Regions from separate parts of the Gossypium arboreum genome. Here region 1 is linked to region 2. The links are chromatin contacts, called in public Hi-C maps. All regions are on one chromosome and are shown on one strand. Each heading gives the region's core, a stretch centred on a gene start, on an enhancer-like site or on the middle of the called end of the contact. The rest is flanking DNA. Distances are from core to core; before and after follow the strand shown. Region 1 holds the start of LOC108466956 (rhamnogalacturonan I rhamnosyltransferase 1). Region 2 holds the start of LOC108467106 (sulfated surface glycoprotein 185).

The links. Hi-C and Micro-C count contacts between places; a contact is called where the count stands out from the background.
Region 1: a Hi-C map of leaf shows a contact between it and region 2, with 2.4 times the contacts expected there. The contact joins the promoter of LOC108466956 here to the promoter of LOC108467106 in region 2. A contact is called at or near these places in 2 of 5 Hi-C or Micro-C datasets (both in leaf).

What each region holds. Positions count from the first base shown.
Region 1 is chr7:17,789,882-17,792,581 of ASM2569848v2, reverse strand. LOC108466956 (rhamnogalacturonan I rhamnosyltransferase 1) reads right to left here and starts at 1,376. Exons shown (of 8, transcript XM_017767401.2): 1 at 1-1,376. The coding sequence starts at 284.
Region 2 is chr7:17,618,734-17,621,545 of ASM2569848v2, reverse strand. LOC108467106 (sulfated surface glycoprotein 185) reads right to left here and starts at 1,489. Exons shown (of 2, transcript XM_017767620.2): 1 at 1,074-1,489; 2 at 175-1,002. The coding sequence starts at 1,239. The coding sequence ends at 335.

The DNA of each region.
Region 1 (2,700 bases), core at 127-2,626, 170 kb before region 2:
AATTCAGGAGCAACCAAAGGCAACTCAGAAGTAGAATGAGTGAAACAAGAAGGCCAGCCTTTGAGCAACTTGGGACCAAAAATTTCGCCTAATGTCATCAAATGAGCAAAGCATGTCCATATCAAAATTGTGGTTAATGCCCTTATCATCCATAGCTTCATTCTAGACCTTGAAACCATTGAATTCTTTAACTTCTCCACTTTCCCTTCCCCAAACATCTTAATTTTCATTTCCCACTGTTTCCTGTAATCACACTTTCCACTTGTCTCCTCTACTCTGCACATTGTAAATTACCCCTTTTCACCTCAAACTTCACCCCCGCTTGATCCAAATCTTCAGCCTTTTTTAATCAATTATAATGCCAAAAAAAAAAAAAAACCTCTGAAATTTTGGGTTTTCTTTTCCCAAGATATGGTGATTTCTGAAAATTTTAATAAACTTAACCACCAACTCCTTGAACCTCTAAACTTCCCTTGTAACCAAACTTTTGAATTAAGATAATAACAAAAACCTTAGCCAGAAACAACAGCTCCACCAAGCTTACCAAAAGCAAAACTAAAGCTTAAAAAAGACAAACCCAGATTTAAAAAACTTTGTAACCAAACTTTTGAATTAAGATAATAACAAAAACCTTAGCCAGAAACAACAGCTCCACCAAGCTTACCAAAAGCAAAACTAAAGCTTAAAAAAGACAAACCCAGATTTAAAAAACTTACTTTTTTTTGGCCAAAACCCCGTAAACTCTCAACATACATTATCCAAATATGCAAAACCCAGAATTCTTATGATTCGGTTTCAACTAAATCTCCACTAACTACTCCCCAGAAAAGCCTTCTTTTCAAAATGATCCAAAAAAAAAAAAAAGAACCAAGTTCCTTTAGCTTATAAACAGAATGCTGAAAAGGGAAAAGCCTCAATTGAGGTTCATTCTCTTTTTCCGGTGAAACTTCCCGACCAGATCCCGGCGAGGTCGACGCCGGTGAACTGCTCAGAAAAGAAAACCAAAGTTGTGAGCTTGAGAGAGAGAGAGAGTGAGAGAGGGATAAAAAAAGTGAGAGCTTTGAGTTGTGGTTTGATAGAAGGGAAAGAAAAAGGTTAAAAGCCTGCAATTAAGGCATTAATGTGTTGGGATTTCTTTTGCTGTTAAGGAGTTGGAGGATCTTCACTGCAGCTGTTGATAATTGAGGAAACTAATAAAACCTGGTAATTCTGTCAATTATAATATTTCATCATAAAATAAGGAAAATAATTAGCTGTAACATTAAACAAAGATAACAAAACGAGCATTTTCAGTTCCTTTTAGTTTTCTTTCTTTTTTCTTTTTAATTAAATTTTCTATTATTAAAAAAACAAAATCATCCGCGAAATCAAACCTCAATTTGTTTCAAAATGTCGGCGTATTATACACTTCATAGATGTTATAAAACGTTAGGGTTAATTCCACTGCTGGTCCCCAAACTATGACCTAAATTATAAGTTAATCTTTAAACTTCAAAATATTTTAATTTAATCTTTAAAATATAATATCATATTAGCCTATCCATTAGTTTGGATGTTAAATTTTAGTGTTGACATAATTCAATCAAATTTTAACCACGTTTTGATCAGTGTGTTAAAAAATTACTACTAAATTTTAATGATATTGTTTGTTTTTTTAGGGATATTAAATATTTTAACCTTCCAACTTTACAAATATATACATATATATATTAGTCATTTATTTAAATTTTCACCTCTTTTAATCCTTAGAATTTACAATGTTTATCAAATCACCTCAAAATGTATGAAAAATTAATATTTGTTAACTTTGTTAATGTGACATACACATGGATCACCAAATGTATACGATGTAAGCAAATAACTAATTTTAAAAAAAATAATTTTTTAAAAATAATTTTTTACATTTTTTATTTTTAAATGTTAAAACTTAATTTATTGTTGATATGACATCTACGTTTATGTCACAACACTTAACTTTTCATAATTTTGGGGTAATTTGCAAACAAACAACGCAAATTTAAAAGCTAAAAAAGGTGAAAAATTAAATGGAGGGTTAAAATGATTTTTTTTAGGTAAAGTTGGAATGACAAATAAATCATTCTGGTTTTTTTTAATATGCTAAATCCAAACTATCCCTACAGTTAGCAGTGCTCAAACAGTTGGTTCGGTTATTAGTCAAATTACCCAAAATGTAAAAATCTTTAACTACTAATCGAACCAATTTTTTTTCAAATGCATTAACCCAACCGAAATATTTCGGTTAATTTAGTCTGTTAATCAAATTAATCGAAATTTATATGTTTTTATTTTTGGTTAAAATAAGTATAAAACATATAAAAAGACATTGTTAATGTTAATTTTTTAATAGTTCAAAAATATATTATATATATTATTTATTTTGATTAATAAAAAATAAATGTTTAAAAATAAATTGTTAATATAAATTATATATTATATAATATATTATTTATTTGGATTAATTTGGTTAATTACCCGATTTGAACGAAATAACCGATAATCAAAATTTCAAAAAATCATTAACCGATTTTCAACCGAATTAAATTCGACCACCCACCGGTTAACCAAATTAAATCGGTTCGGTTGATTAATTCAATTTTAACCGAACAATGAACAGCCCTGCCTACAGTAAATATACAAGTACTTAAAATTTGATCAATGTATTTTAAATTTGTTTCGTAT
Region 2 (2,812 bases), core at 240-2,739:
CTTTCTATTACAACAAAGTCTGCAATCTGAGTATCACCATTACAGATCCTTTAATGGCTATATAATTGTCAAATCCCCATATAACAATGGTTTAAGATACTATGAGCTAAGCTGTAAACAAAAATATTGTTTCTTAGGATGAAAAAAAGATTATATATAAAAGCACGTCCAAAATTGTAACGTAAATCCTGGAATCGAATACTCCAGGATTGAATTTATTATACTACAATCATTGTGTCACAGGGATTGTTATTGGGAATTGGCGCTAAAAACAAATTACATTACTATATTATTGGAGAATTATACATGGAGGAATGCTACTATATGTATTTAATCAAGGAGAAGATTTCGATGGGGGCACACCTGGGAAGGGGGGTACAGGAAGGAAAGGGAATGGTGGAAGAGGAAATGGGAAGTCTGGTGGTGGAGACGGGGACGATGGTGGGGGAGTTAGTCCTGGAACAGGCGGCAAGGATGGTGCTGCAGGTGCTGGAGGAGGCTGCAATGGGTCTGGAACTAGTGGAGCTGGTGGAGGCTGCAATGGGTTTGGAACTAGTGGAGCTGGTGGCGGCTGAAATGGGTTTGGAGGGAGCGCTGGGGGTGGCAGAAGCGGGTTTGGAGGAAGAATGGGCGGCGGCAGAAGTGGGTTTGGAGGAAGAATGGGCGGCGGAAGAAGCTGGTTGGGATGAACACTTGGTTTTTGGCTGCATAAGGTTGGTTGTTTGAATGGCTTGAAGGTGAAAAACCCAGCTGAGAAAACATGGGTTCCTTGCTTCATTGACTTGAGATGGAGTGAAGAGGAAGTAGCAGATGAGGCCACTGCACAATATGGCTCACTGCTTTTAATCAGTTTAACTTCACATCCCTCGATTTTCTTCACATGTTTGCTCACTGAAAAAGGCAAATGAACCTTGAATTCCCCATGCCTGTTGGTTTTCACTTGTTGCCTAAAGCTTGCCCTTGAGCTCTTCCCATCTTTGCATTCCACTGCAACAGTTGCACCTGCAGAAAAAAAAGGAAAACTTGCATCAACTGAGAAAAGAGAAGATGGAGTTTGGGATTCAATTTAAAACCTGAAATGAAATGGGTTGGCCTTGAGATGTCAGACTGGAAACATGTATCACAGTACACAGTTCCAACAACAACAGCAGATTGCTGTTGCTGATATCCATGGCTACCCTCTGAGTAACAATTAAAAATGATGAAACAAAGCAGCAATGTAAAGAAAAACCCAGACATTATTTCAAACTCTGTTATCCTTACTGGAACAGCTCTCAATAAGGATATGTTGTTTATAACTTTATATACTGTTGTTGTTTAACCTTTATGTGGTTCATGCAAAAACCAGCCAACTGCATTAAATTGAAGCCGTGAATATAGGTTTATTTCCCACAATCAAACAGCTCAAAAGGGTAATTTGCAGATGTGTGAATTGAAAGCTCTCCTAGAACCAAAACAAAAGTAACATTCCTTTTAACACAGTTGATTTTGTTACGTTGTTGCAGTGGTAGTAGTAAAACTTTTTTTCAACTTTTTTGTAATTTGGTCCCCCTTTTGGTTCACGAGACCTCTTAGAGTAGCCACAATATAAGTCCATGTGTCTCTCCCCAAATGCCATTTCTGTCAACTTGAAAAGGATATTGTGATTTTGCTCTTCAAATTCCAACAGAACCGCCAACATGCTATGCTGTTGTAGGCCGTGTAGCTCTTACTTTCATAATCTATCTCGGTAAATCGTGTATTATTTCCATGTCATAAATTATATCTAAAGTTATCGAATAAGTTCACAACTTTGCGGTGCAATCAGAGACATCCTCTGAGGAGGAGAAGGAAAAAACATTACTTTGAGTTCAATTTTCGATGAGATAATCATTAATTCATTTACGTACGAAACTAAGTTCTTGGAACTGGCCGACAAAGCGGTTAAATCTTTTAGATGAATGATGCAATTAATCTCTTACAAAAGAATAAAAAATATTGTAATAATTAAACTTTAAGCTTTATAAATAAATTAACTAATGAGGATATACAATGAAGCTTTAATAGGGTCAGTTTTATTAATTAATTTTTTCTTAAACGAGCTTATACAATCTTTTTAGTATGCACCAACATAATATTTTCAGTCAAAAAAGATGCATTAAAATATCTCTTATCTCTCTATCTCCATATTACATATAAATTATAGTAACAAGTAAAGACTTTCCTTTAAGTTTTAATATCATTCAAGTTAACTTTTGTCTATAAATTTTCATAATTTTATAAATGGACTAAAGTTATAAAATCGATTGTCACACTTTTCTTAAAAAATTACACTAAAAAGTGAAAAATCTTAATAAAATACTGAAATAAAAAAATAATTCAGAAAAATTTATATAAATAGAGAAATTATAAATTAATGGTAGGGTGATATGACATTTTACCATCCAAAAGAATCAATATGTTGGTGGGTATAATTATTTTAGTTTTAATAAGTGAAATATAACATATTACTATATACTTCATAATAGACATATAATAAAGACAATTCAAGTAACGTATTTGAAGATCACGGGTGCAAAGAAAGTTCGAGTAGTTATTAAATGAAGGTTGTCATTATCTTGTTGGATTTTTTATGTGGGCGGGATAAAAATCCAATATGTGTTCCTCATTTTTATCTTATCATCGCTCGACATTCTCACCCTCACAATTATAGGAATTTATGAAAAAAATCATTCAGTAATTAAATATATTAAAATTAATTCAATCAAGCTTTTAATTTAATTGTATCAATTTTCGGTTTAATAGATTTGATACAGATAACATTATTGCTTGA